Linked DNA regions of Sus scrofa: regions 2 and 3 are each linked to region 1. A link is a contact called in public HiChIP or PLAC-seq data. All regions are on one chromosome and are shown on one strand. The core of a region is the stretch at or near the end of the contact, and the rest is flanking DNA. Distances in the headings are between cores, read along the strand shown.

The links. HiChIP or PLAC-seq counts read pairs in DNA pulled down with a chosen protein or histone mark.
Region 2: a contact with region 1 is called in an H3K27ac HiChIP or PLAC-seq map of skeletal muscle. The contact joins two enhancer-like sites. A contact is called at or near these places in 3 of 47 Hi-C or Micro-C datasets (embryonic fibroblasts, heart right ventricle and skeletal muscle) and 1 of 2 datasets of contacts at active chromatin or transcription factors (skeletal muscle).
Region 3: a contact with region 1 is called in an H3K27ac HiChIP or PLAC-seq map of skeletal muscle, with 2.6 times the contacts expected there. The contact joins two enhancer-like sites. A contact is called at or near these places in 1 of 47 Hi-C or Micro-C datasets (fibroblasts) and 1 of 2 datasets of contacts at active chromatin or transcription factors (skeletal muscle).

The regions. Positions count from the first base shown.
Region 1 is chr6:157,014,935-157,019,325 of Sscrofa11.1, reverse strand. No RefSeq gene overlaps it. Among named protein-coding and RNA genes, the nearest start is that of USP24, 200 kb to the left of the region's middle. Within about 2 kb of position 1,280, at least 25 of the 83 cell types and tissues checked have an H3K27ac peak or open chromatin away from gene starts, as enhancers often do. A contact at or near this core is called in skeletal muscle, where this site is marked.
Region 2 is chr6:157,161,683-157,165,974 of Sscrofa11.1, reverse strand. No RefSeq gene overlaps it. Among named protein-coding and RNA genes, the nearest start is that of USP24, 57 kb to the left of the region's middle. Within about 2 kb of position 2,229, at least 10 of the 83 cell types and tissues checked have an H3K27ac peak or open chromatin away from gene starts, as enhancers often do. A contact at or near this core is called in skeletal muscle, where this site is marked.
Region 3 is chr6:156,772,655-156,776,937 of Sscrofa11.1, reverse strand. All of the region lies in intron 1 of LOC102158888 (a long non-coding RNA gene), which reads left to right. Among named protein-coding and RNA genes, the nearest start is that of USP24, 450 kb to the left of the region's middle. Within about 2 kb of position 1,672, at least 4 of the 83 cell types and tissues checked have an H3K27ac peak or open chromatin away from gene starts, as enhancers often do. A contact at or near this core is called in skeletal muscle, where this site is marked.

The DNA of each region.
Region 1 (4,391 bases), core at 31-2,530:
TCCTTTGATTCTTAGAGTCAATTGGCTGCCACAGAACTGATTTGAAGAGAAAATCCATTTTCCCTGAGGTTGAGGCAACAAGCTTTTCTTCCTGTTTTAGTCAATGAAATCAGGGAGAAAGCCCACAAGAGAGCCGAGGCAGCACCTGCTGACCTTTTTCTAAACAGAAGCCTCTGTTATCCATTTTCCTGGCCTCCACGCCTGACCCAAATCCTGCAGACAAAGTCTTCTCCTTTAGAAACATTGGTATCTTCAGCTGGGTTACGAGCCAGGCCTCCAGGTCTGGAAGCCTTTTCTCCCTCCTTCTCCACGTCTATGTGATGCTCCATGAAAGATGAACATTTTACTTGCACATGATGACTTTTTTTTAGGGCCGTACCTGCGGCATATGGAAGTTCCCAGGCGAGGGGTCGAATCAGAGCTGGAGCTGCCAGCCTATGCCACAGTGTCTGTGACCCACACTGCAGCTCCCAGCAATGCTGGATCCTTAACCCACTGAGCAAAGCCAGGGATCAAACCCACATCCTCATGGATACTAGTCAAGTTCGTTTCTGCTGCGCCACAACAGAAACTCTGATGTGACCTTCTTGTTTTTAGTTTTCCAGTTCTTCAAAGGGGGCAGTATTGGGCAGATTCACTTAGTCTCCAAGACCTGCCTTCACCTTACAGGGTTGTAGTGATAGTGATATAAAGCTTATTACTCTGTAGCCTCCACAGTGACAGGGTAACACTGGCCTTGTCCCCATACGGATCTCCACTTTTTGGCCTGGTGCCTGCATGTAGCAGGTACACAGCAGATCTTTGATGAGTTGTGGTTTGAATGAATGAACCTAGCACACTGGGCATGGCTGGGAGAGCGTGGGCACTCAGCAGCCCCTAGCCACGATGCCCTGTTAGCTTGCCCTCCCCGGTCCTTAGTCTGCATCTCTGTGTGACCAAGGGCTTGCATGCGTTGGCCTCAAGGGTCTCCTCCAGCTCTGACATCTGCGCCTAAATACTCTGTGTCTAAATACTCCTGCAGTGAGCTGGGGCTTGGGGAGGAAAGACGATCTTCCCAGCATGTGACCAGAATCATTTGATGTGTTCTCCATGTGAGACGAGGAGCACGTGTACCCTCCCAGGGCTCCCTCCGCCCCTGCCAGGACCCCATCGGGGCCTCTCGCGCATGGCAGTCCACAACATCTGTCAGAAGCACTCCATGCCAGGATGACTCTTGTCTCAAGTATGTCCTTGGAAAGCTCTGGCAATAGGGAGCCTGCCGGGAGTTTATGTAACTGGTTGAGCGGCCAGAAGAATGTTCGCAAAGGGCTCTGTGACCACTCAGGGTGAATCAACTGCAGGCTGCACGGCAGCGTGCAAACTCCGGGGGACAGAGCATCTGGGTGACAGGGCAGGAAGTTCTATCTCTACGTTTTATATTTATCTTTTATTTCTCTATCTATCTATCTATCTATCTATCTATCTATCTATCTATCTATCTATCTATCCTTTATTCCCCCTAAATGGAAGGGTTTGAGGTAGCTGACCCAAACATATAGAGTATGAGAAATAAAAGAATGAAAAATAAATGAGGAAGTCAGAAGAAGGAAAAACAAGGTTTTCTGGGGGTCCTCTGTTTGTCCCTCCCGATCCACTCTCCACCCTTCTCCGTCCTGCTCTGTGCTCTGGGGCACTGACCTGTGTAGCCTACATCTAGAGCCTCTGTGGCTGTGGCCATGGGTGTGGCCCTGGGCATGACCAACAGGAGATGAGAGGAGAGGGGGTGCTGTCATGAATTTGCATTGGGGTCCTTCTGTGGAGGACATGGATCCTTTCAAGGTGACCTTCTCAACCAGAATCTCTGTTTCTAGACAGGGGAACTGTTCTTTCCCTTGGGACGAGAAACTGGCCTGTGGTCCCTGTGTACCTCCCCTACCTCCAGCCCTCACCTCTGTAAGTAGCCCTCCTGTAAATAAAGCCTGCTTGAATTACACTAATTTCAGAGCACCATATGTTTCCTGTTAGTCTGGACTCCAACTGATACCTAAGGATAGGAAGAAAATGAGAGGCCGGCAGAAATAATACTCATAAACGAAGTAGAAATGGTAGTTCCTGTACATGTGCTCCCTCCAGAAGGCCCATGTGTGCACATGAGATGTATCTGATCCCAAGCTTCCCAGTGACCAAAGCAACAGGACCAGAGGAAGAGACCTATCTCCTCTTCCCGCTAAAGCCTAAATAAAACTCACCATCCCTGCCATGGTGATGCAGTTGTGTGTTGTGGCTTGAGTTTTGTTCCCTCCAGAGATGTGTTCAAGTCCTGTCCCCTCGTGCTTGTGAATGGGACCTTACTTGGAAAAGGGTCTTTGCAGAGGTAATCATCTTAAAATGAGGGCTCATCCTAATCCAATGACTGGGGTCCTTATAAGAAGAGGGAACCGTGGACCCAGGGAACATCAAGTGAAGATGGAGGCAGAGGTGGGGGTGGTGTGCAACCACCAGAAACTAGGCAGGGGACTGGGACAGATTCTCCCTGTTCTCCCCAAGAAACAACCCTGTTGACAGGGTTGGCTGTTTGTTTTTAGATTTCTACCCTCTGGAATTGTCAGAGAAGAAGCTGCTGTTGTTTTTAGCCAACATGTTTGCGGTTCATTCACTATGGCAGCCCTAAGGAAACTCATGCATCTTGATTTGGCAGCAAGGCTCTTCATGACCTGGACTTGCCTACCTTTCTAGAGTCATCTCCTACCACTTACCAGCTTACCCTTTCAGCTCTGGTTCTCACATATATACTGTGGTCTTTGGTATTTCTGAGTCTTTGGCTTTGTTCTTATTGCTGCCTGGAATGCCTTTTCTACTCTACTAGACTTGGCTAAAGTTTTTTCACTCTTGGGCAATCAGCCTCAGGCATTACTTTCTCCAGGAGACCATCCCTCTCTCCTCCAGCTGAGATGTGCCCACCTCCTTTGGACTTCCACATCGTCATAATAAACAGATGAAGCATTTGTGTCCCTCCCTAGATGATAGTCTTTTAAGGGCCAGCTTCTGCTCACCTCTACATCTTCAGGTCTAGAACAGTGCCTGGTACATAGTAGATGCCCTATCAATGTCTCTAGAACAGTACAGTTTCTTTGCATGCCTTGGTCTGGTACTTGCTATAAGCCAGGCACTTTTCTTTGGACTTTGTATGCTTTTTATCTGTGGATGAAGAAACTGAGCTTTGGAGAGTATGATGGTTCGTTTTACATGTCCATTTGGCTAGCCTGCGTTCCCACTGGCTTGGTCAAGTGTCAGTCTAGATGTAATAAAAGTGCTTTTTTTTTTTTAAAAAAAAAAAAAAAGATGTGATTAACATTTAAATCATTTGACCTTGAGGAAAGCAGATTACCCTCCACAAAGTGGGCAGACCTCAACCAATCAGTTGAAGGCCTCAAAAGAAAAGACTGAGGTCCTTGGAGGAAGAAGGAATTCTGCCTCCAGACTGCTTTTGGACTCAACAGCAGCATCAACGTTTAACTGAATTTCCAGCCTGCCAATCCACCCTGCAGACTGTGGGTTTGCCAGCCTCCACAGTCATGTGGGCCAGTTCCTTAGATGAGATCTTCCCCCACATCCTATTGGCTCTGTTTCGTAGGAGGACCTGACTAATGGAGGATATTTCCTGAGGTTATATGCCTATATGTGGTTGAACTGGGACTGAAATGAGGTCTTCCACTGAGGTCTAGGCTCTTCCATTCCCATCTGCCACCTCTTTAAACTGGGCAGACAGAGAGGGTCCTGGTGAGGGATGCTCTGAATGCTGTATTATTGTCCGTAACAAATGATCTTGAGCAATCAGCTTGGGGCCTTGCAGGGAGTATGCTGATTAAATGAGTTGGGTATTTACTAAATCTCATTTTGCTTTTGCTCAGCAAGCAGCAATGTTTATTCCTTAAAAAAACACAATTGCTAAGTGAAGCAATATAAATGGGACACTCAATCCTTTAAAGTGGCTGAGATTTTCACTGGCAGAACATTAAAAATGAGAGATGTTGGTTTAAGCTCTTGACAGCGAGGCCATTTTTCATTTCTGTGTCATACTGTGTCTGTGCAGCTCAGAATGATGGCACCACCCAAATATCTATTCCTGCCTGTCTGACAGCCTGCCTTCCAGGGAATGTGTGTTCCAGGGACTGTGTGTTCCAGGAGTGGACCTGTGTGAGGGCAAGGCCATGAGAAAGGCAGCCAGGGGAACTGCCCTTTGTTGGGAAGGTAGCATTTCTATTTTACCTTAAGCCTTGCTACCCACCCCTAAAACTAATTCTTATGCCATTTTGCAAATGGTGGAGCCTTTGAAGCATCTCCAGGAGATATTTGTGAGCCTTCAGTGTGTGCCAGGCATTGGGCTGAGTGCTGAGATTTCAGGGGCAGAT
Region 2 (4,292 bases), core at 980-3,479, 150 kb before region 1:
GGGAGACAGCATGGAATGAAATTCAGATTCTGATGAGAAGTGAATGTGTATACAAGTCTTCCCTGAGTGTTGGAACTGGGAACAAGCCCCTAAGCTCTTTTTTGTTCACCATCTCCAACATGTGATCTCTTTCGGGTCAATTATTGGGAGCACTTTGCTATTTATTGGCAACTCCTGATGACTGAGTAATTAACAATTCACAACCTGGTAACTTTTCTAGTAGTGGAGGAAGAAGGGGAATTCCCTTTGTCGCTCAGTGGTTAACGAACCCGACTAGGATCCATGAGGATGTGGGTTTGATCCCTGGCCTTGCTCGGTGGGTTAAGGATCCAGTGTTGGCTGTGAGCTATGGTGTAGGTTGCAGATGCGGCTCGGATCCTGTGTTGCCGTGGCTGTGGTGTGGGCCAGCAGCTGTAGCTCTGATTTGAGAACCTCCATACGCTGTGGGTGTGGCCCTAAAAAAAAAAAAAAGAGGCAGAAAGGGATGCCACTAGTTTTCATAGGGCTGCTGGCACTTGTAGAAGGTGTGAGGGTAGTCACACCGCGTGGGGGCAGCCTAGCAGAGTGGTCCACAGCGTGGCTCTGTGGACTCATGGACCTGGGTGTAAATTTTGGTTTTGTCACATATCTATCTACATGGCTTTGGGCAGATGACTTAACCTCTCTGAAGTTCATTCTCTGCCAGCTCCCAGCCCTACCTCCGTAGAGTGAGGTGAGTGATAATAATTACCTAAGAGGCTGGGAGTAAGCATTAAATGAGATTTTACATATATATGTGTGTGGATATGGTGTTTGGTATAGTGAGCGCCTGGCACAAGGCTCCATAAATGGTAGCTGTTTTTACTCAGTATAGTTTAGTGTTACTTTCCTCCTACCAGCCTTTTTGAGGTGTAATTGACAAATAAAAATTTTATATATGTAAGGTGTACAGCCCAATGTTTCCATATACATATACATTGTGACATGATTGCTCCCGTCAAGCTGATGGAGTGACATATCCATCCCCTCACAGAGTTGCCATTGTGTGTGTGTGTGCGTGTGGTGAGAACACTTGAACTATACCCTCGGAAAATGTCCAATATACAATACAACATTATGAACTATCTACCAGCTCTGTCTTATCATCACTAGGCTATACATCAGGTCCCGGGTCACACTCATCTTGTAACTGAAAGCTGATACCCTTTGGCCAGGGTAACTCTCTGGTAACCACCATCCTACTCTGTTACTTTGAGTCTATTTTAGATGACACATGCAGGTGACACTGTACAGTATTTGTCAGTGTTCTTTAATTCTCACGTATAACGAAGACTTGCTGATTCATTGCGTAATTAGAGAACATACACTATACAGTTCGACAGGTGCCGAGACAAGGGAAACACAGGTTGAGATGGGTGCGTAGAGCAGGGACACCTTGCAGTCTAGGCAGAAAGCCTGGAGGAGGAGGGAACTATAAGCATACCACTGGAGGCTGAGTGGGATACAGCTGGTAGAGAAAGTATGTGTGTCTGCATGTGTGTTTGTGCCAGGGAGTCGGGGCTGAAGGAGGTCAGTGTTACGGGCGAGATCCATAAACGGGACAGGACAGCATCCGAGGTAATTTAGTAAACGTTTTAATGGAGGAGAGCCTGGAATGTAGGAGCCCGACAGTGTGCTGGGTCTGCTTCATGAAGTTATGGATGTGTAAAGCTGAAAGATGGGCTGCGATGCTTAAGCTTGTCCCCCTCAGACCTGAGTTTGAGTCCTTTTCTGCCTTTTAACAACCTTACCTTGGGTTAGATACCAAACTTCTCTCAGTCTCTGTTTCTTTCGTCTTTATAATAGGGATTAAAAATCCCTGCCTGACAGGATGGGCCATCTGAGATACATCAGAGACAATCAAGCAGTTAGCGAAAGGCAGGAAGGCAGGTGTCAGGGCTTTACTAGTGGGAGTGTTTTTTTTTTTTTTTTTCCCCTGCACCCACAGTATATGGAAGTTCCTGGCCAGGGGTGGAACCCTGGAACTCCGCGTCTCAGCAGCAACCCCAGCCACTGCAGAAATAACACCGGGTCCGTCCTTAACCCCCTGCATCACAGCAGGAACTTCTAGTGGGAGTGATTTTAATCTCTGGATGTGAGTTCTTACAATGTCACATCCGGCATCTGGCCCACAAAGGGACTTTGAGGTCATGCTGCCACCGCAGACACCCAGGTGGCAGCAGGCGGAGAGGACAAGAATAGCCAGGCGCTGGGACTGAAGGAGCCTGCGAGGGCAAAGAGCTGTGGCTGAGGTGGGGCCCAGCAAGCTGGTGCCTGCTGAAAGCCGCATGCACGGAGCTAGGCTGGAAGATTTGGACCCTCTCAGCTCTGCAGTGCTTATCCAATGAGCTCAGTCCTCCTGGGCCTCAGTTTCCTTAAATGAAAAATGCAGGGGAGGTTGGCATGGCAAATTTAATCCTCGTCTTAAATGGAGAACTAGATGGAGAAGAATTCAGAAGCTTTGTACAGTAGAAGAGAGAAAAGAGCCTTCAAATCAATCAGGGGTACCTGCTTTGTGAGACAGGGGAGTTGCAGCATGTGGGCCGTGGAATTGCTAGCCTCAGAACTTGCTAGGAAGCCCTGACCCTCGTGGTGTGCTTATTTTGTATGAGGCACCATACTAAGTGCCTCATGTGAATTTTATCATTTAACTCTCCAACAACCCCATAAGGCAGGGACTATTATTATCTTCATTTTATAGATGAAGAATCTGGCACAGAGAGGTTAGGTGATTTGTCCTAAGCCACACAGTTGTTAGTTGTGACCAGTGTCTCTTCCAGCTCTCGTAGTCTATCAACACTGAAAGCACTTTTTTTTTTTTTTTTTTGCTATTTCTTGGGCCGCTCCTATGGCATATGGAGGTTCCCAGGCTAGGGGTCCAATCGGAGCCGTAGCCACCGGCCTCCGCCAGAGCCACAGCAATGCGGGATCCAAGCCGCGTCTGCAACCTACACCACAGCTCACGGCAACGCCGGATCGTTAACCCACTGAGCAAGGGCAGGGACCGAACCCACAACCTCATGGTTCCTAGTCGGATTCGTTAACCACTGCGCCACCACGGGAACTCCAAGACTGAAAGCACTTTGAGCAGAGGAGCCTTATATTTCTTTTGAAAGCTCTAGGGCCTGGTAGGCTTTCAGACCATGCTTATTGCTTTGCTGAACTCAGTGGGTCCAGCTGCCCACAGTCACTTGGGGTCTCTAAAAAGCTTCTCACACCTGGATCCAGCCTCGGATCACTTACATCTGAATCTCTGGGGCTGGGGTCTGGCCACTTGGGCCTCTTGATTCTGGCTAAATACTCTGATTCTTCACCAAATAGTAGCCCTTTTTCCCTCTTCCTGCTTCTTGGCACTGGGAGGTGCTATTGGATAGTCTATGAAGTAATAGTCGCCTCAACCCAAGAAAGGCATTTCTTTTTGTTTTGAAATTTGTATATCTCCTCTTGAACTTGGAGAACTTGGGAGATGGACCTGAACTGGCCTTATCTGTGGCTCTTTTGAATGCTAACCATTGATGGTTAAGCAAGCAGATGTATGAAGTTTCTGGTGAGTCTGAAACTTTGTTTTGCTTTTAGCCTTTCTGCAGAAGCAGGAAGAGAAGGTTTGCCAGGCATCATGTGAGGTTGGGCGGTCTGAATAATAGGTCCCCAAAGGTGTCCACGTCCTCATTCCCAGAACCTATGACTGTGTTATGTTACCTGGCAGAAGGGACCTTGCAGATGTGATTGTTAATGATCTCAAGGTGCGGAGATGATTCTGGGCTCTCCCGGGGGCGGGAGGCGGGGATGCAGTGTACTCACATGAGTCTGCAAAAGCTGGAAGGGGATGCAGAAGGGCATGTGAGGATGGAAGTAGAGCCAGAGTCAGAGAGGGTTTGAAGATGCTTTGTTACTGGCACTGAAGCTAGAGGAGGAGGCCACAAGTCATGGGATAAAGGGAGCCTGTAGAAGCTGGAAACAGGTTTTCCACTAGAGTTTCCAAAAAGAACACAAACCTGCTGACATTTTGATTTTTAGCCTAGTAAAATCCATTTTGGGTTTCTGACTTCTAGAACTGTAAGATAATAAAATTGTGTTAACTACTATATTTATGGTAATTTGTAATAGCAGCAATATGAAACTCATACATGAGGAATACCTGAAATACTCCCAAAGATAGACATTACTGTTTGGCTACCTAATGGCCATTTCTTTTCTTTTTTTCCCCCCTCATTTATTTATATTTATGGCCATTTCTAACCACTTCCTCCCTTGCTTTATTCCCAGATACTCAG
Region 3 (4,283 bases), core at 423-2,922, 240 kb after region 1:
AATGAAAAGTTCCAAATGGGAAAAGCCCTTTACATTGAAGACTTGCCTTCCTGGCCACATGGCCACAGCCAGTTGTCCTAATCTGAGTCACGTGTCCACCCCGGCCCAATTAATCTATTTCTCCAAGGAATTTGGAATTGGAATTTAGAGATGGAATCAGTTGGCTATGGGAGATAAAAAAAAATAAAATAAAAACAAAAAACTTCTGTGAACTTTGGGGCTTCTTCAGGTACTCTGGCTGTGAGACAAATTACCTTAGTGGTATATGACAACCATTTAGTATATTCATAGATTATGGGGGCCTGTTGTTCAGGCAGGGCACAGTGGGAACAACTTGTATCTGTTATACCATGTTTGGCATCTTAGAAGATTTAGAGGGGTAGGGGAGGGCTGGAATCATCCCAAGCTTCACTCATTCACATGTCTGGTGGTTGATGCTGGCTGTCTCTGGGGGCCTCAGTTCCTCTCTGTACGGTGTCTCATCACATGGGTTAGTTTGGGCTCCCGCACAGCCTGGTAAGTAGGTTCCAAGAGTGTCCCTAGAGAGAGCACCAAGTGGATGTCATATTGCCTTTTATGACTTAGCCCCAGAATGAACACAACATCATTCATTCTATTCATCAAGGCACTCACAAAGCCCAGCCTGGCTTTAACAGGAGGAGAAAGAGATTTTTCCTCTTAATGGGGAGTGGCCAGTTTCTGGAAGAACATGTAGGATTGAAATGTTGCAGTTGTCAATTTGGAAAACACGGTCTGCCACAGGTCCTGAGGCAGCCATTTAGGAAGCAGCCGTGATACGTTATGTTCGAGAAAAGTCACAGATGGATTATAGGGAAAGGGTGGTTAAATGGAGAAAGCCAAGGAGTGTAGAAAGGAAATCTCATTTGGCCAGAAAGAGGCAGAATGTTATAGATTGGATTTCCCCAAGGAGATACTCAGAATTTGGGGTGCACCCTGTTGATTAGGGATCAACACCCATAAAAAAAAAGCAGGAGCAGGCAATATTAGGTAGAGGAGAAGCTGAACTATGATAGAGTTCCAACAAAGCTCAGCCAGCACTATAGTTGGGTGTTCTGGAGTAAATTTTTCCCATCAGAATTGTCCCTCGTCGACTGGACCTTTATATGCTGCCTTGCTTAATCGTGGGCTACTCTAGTAAGGGCATGACCTTGAGGGAGACTGGCCTCGTAGCTAAGGTGGACCCTGAGGGAGCTGATAGTTGGAAGCTGTCTGCTGATGGCACCCCCTTGAGCTGGGCAGTAAGTTATTCCTAGAAGTGGGATTTGTGTGATATGTCTCTGTGTCTACCACAAGGGAGGGAAGCCTTTCCAGTTCTCATGTGTTCTGGTTGTCCTGCAAGTGGGTTTCATAAAATATCCTGGTGTATTTACAATTCATCACTCTTCCATTAAGTTGACTGGGTTTCCATGTCTTGCAATTCAATATACCAGCCTAAGGCTCTAGGTCTCAGTTTCTCTATCTGCAAAGCAAGGGGGTTGGATGGGCCTCCCTGTTTTGGAATCCTGTGATTCTTATCCACTGGGCTGCCGGCTTTTATACAGCTGGCCCTGCAGTAAGTGGAATACAGCTCGCTTGTTGCTGAGAGCTTCTTATCAGATACAGACCCAGACAGACGCAGTCTGGCTTAGCCGTTCATGTGATTTATTCACCCTGCTCAGAAGAAAGCGCCAGGTGATATCTGAGCTGTGGCAGCAATCAGCTGGCTCCCAACACATTCCAGGTATAAAAATAGAATTATTGAGCCTTGGTGCTCCTTCGGAACAGATTTCAGAGTCTAGGAACACAGAGGTGGCCTGGAAAATGTTGGGAAACTCAGTTCCTACCTCTGAGCCTCCGTTTCCTCACTTGGCATGTACAGCAGTGCTAATGGAAGCCAACTGTTGAGGGCACTAAGAATGTGGATGTTGGACAGTTCCAGAAATCAGATTTCCATCCAAAAAATCCTCCAGAATGGCTGAGAAGTATAAGTTTGAACAACCATGCATTATTGGAGTTGCACAAACCTAGATTTAAATTATAGAAACTTAGTCTCTCTGAGTATGTTTCCTCACTAGTGTATCTAAAACCTATCTCATAGGCTTATTTGGAACACTTGAAAAATAATGTGTTATAAAGCATTTAGTACAAGGAATATTCTTTCCATTTGCAAATTTCATTGGAGTGTAGTTGACTTACAATGCATTAGTTTCAGGTGTGCAGCAAGAAACAGTTCATATGCATATATCCATTCTTTTTTCCCATATAGGTTATTATAGAGTATTGAATAGTTTTCCCTGCACTATGTTAGTTATCCATTTTAATGTTAGTTATCTATTTTATATCCAGTAGTGGGTAGATGTTAACCCCAACCTCCCAATTTATCCTTGCTCCCTATGGTTTTCCCTTTGGTGACCATGAGTTTAACTTTAAAATCTGTGAGTTTGTTTCTATTTTATAAATAAGACCTTTTTTTTTTTCTTTTTAGGGCTGCACCCATGGCATATGGAGGTTCCCAGGCTAGGGGTCTAATTGGAGTTACAGCTGCCAGCCCACATCATAGCCACAGCAATGCAGGATCCTAAACCCACTGAGTGAGGACAGAGATTGAACCCACAACCTCATGGTTCCTAGTTGGATTTGTTTCCGCTGTGCCACAATGGGAACTCCTATAAATAAGTTCTTTTATATCATTTTTTATTATATGCCACATATAAGAGTTATCATGTGATATTTATCTTTCTCTGTCTGGTTTAACCTTCACTTACTGTGAAAATCTCTAGGTCCATCCATGTTGTTGCAAATACAATTATTTCATTCTTTTTTATGGCCAAGTAATATTCATTGTGTGTGTGTGTGTGTGTGTGTGTGTGTGTGTGTGTGTATCACATCTTCTTTATCCATTCCTCTGTTGATGGACATTTAGGTTGCTTCCATGTCTTGGTTATTATAAATAGTTCTGCAACAAACATTGGGGTGTATGTATCTTTTTGAATTATGGTTTTCTCCAGATATATGTCTAGGAGTAGATTTGCTGAATCATATGATAGCCCTATACTTAACTTTTTAAAGAACTTACAGACTATTCTCCATAATGGTTGCACCAATTTATATCCCCACCACCAGTGTAGGAGGGTTTCCCTTACTCCACTCCATCTCTAGCATTTATTGTTTGTAGATTTTTTGATCATGGCAATTCTGACTGGCATGAGGTGATACCTCTATCATTAGTGTCGAAGGGGAATATAGACTTTCCTTTTCTTCTTTTTCTTTCTTAAGTTACAGGTGTTCAATAGAGTGATTCACAATCTTTAAATGTTATACTCCATTTATAGTTATTAAAAGATATTGCTATGTTCCCTGTGTTGTACAGTGTATCTTTATAGCTTATTTTATCTCTAATAGTCTGTACCTCTTAGTCCCCCACCCTTATATTTCTCTTCCTCCCTCTCCTCTTCCCACTGGTAACAATTTTTTTCTCTATATCTGTGAGTCTGCTTCTTCTTTGTCATATTTACCAGTTTTTTTTTGTATTTTTTAGACTTTACATATAAGTGATATCATACAATGTTTGTCTGACTTTTTGCACATAGCATAATGCTTTCCAAGTCCATCCATGTTGCTGCAAATAGTAAATTTCCTTCTTTTTTATGGCCGAGTAGTATTTCTTTGTGTGTGTGTGTGTGTGTATAATGCATATAATATATATATCTCATCTTTATTAATTCATCTATTGGTCTTCTATAGGCTGCTTAGGTTGCTTCTATGCTTCAAAATTGTAAATAAAGCTGCTATAAACATGTGGGTACATGTATCTTTTCAAATTAGAACTTCTCTCTCTCTTTTTGAAAAAACAAATTAGATATATATCCAAGTAGAATTGCTGGGTCATATAGTAGTTTTATTTTTAGTATTTTGGAGAAATTTTGATAATTTATTCCACAGTGAATGTACCAATTTACATTCTCACTAATAGTGTATGAGAGTTCCCTTTTCTCCATATCTTTTCCAACATTTGTTGTTTGTGTTCTTTTTGTTGATAGCCATCCTGACAGGTGTGAGGTTATATCATGGTTTTTTATTTGCATGTCCCTAATGATTAGCAGTGTGGAACATCTTTTCATGTGCCTGATGGCCACTGAATTTCCTCTTTGGAAAAATGTCTATTTATTACTTCTGTCCATTTTTTAAATTGAGTTGTTTGTGACTCTATCACCTAAAATAAAGAAAATAAAAGCAAAGTCTTTTTAGGGCCATATCTGTAGCATATGGAAGTTTCAGGCTGG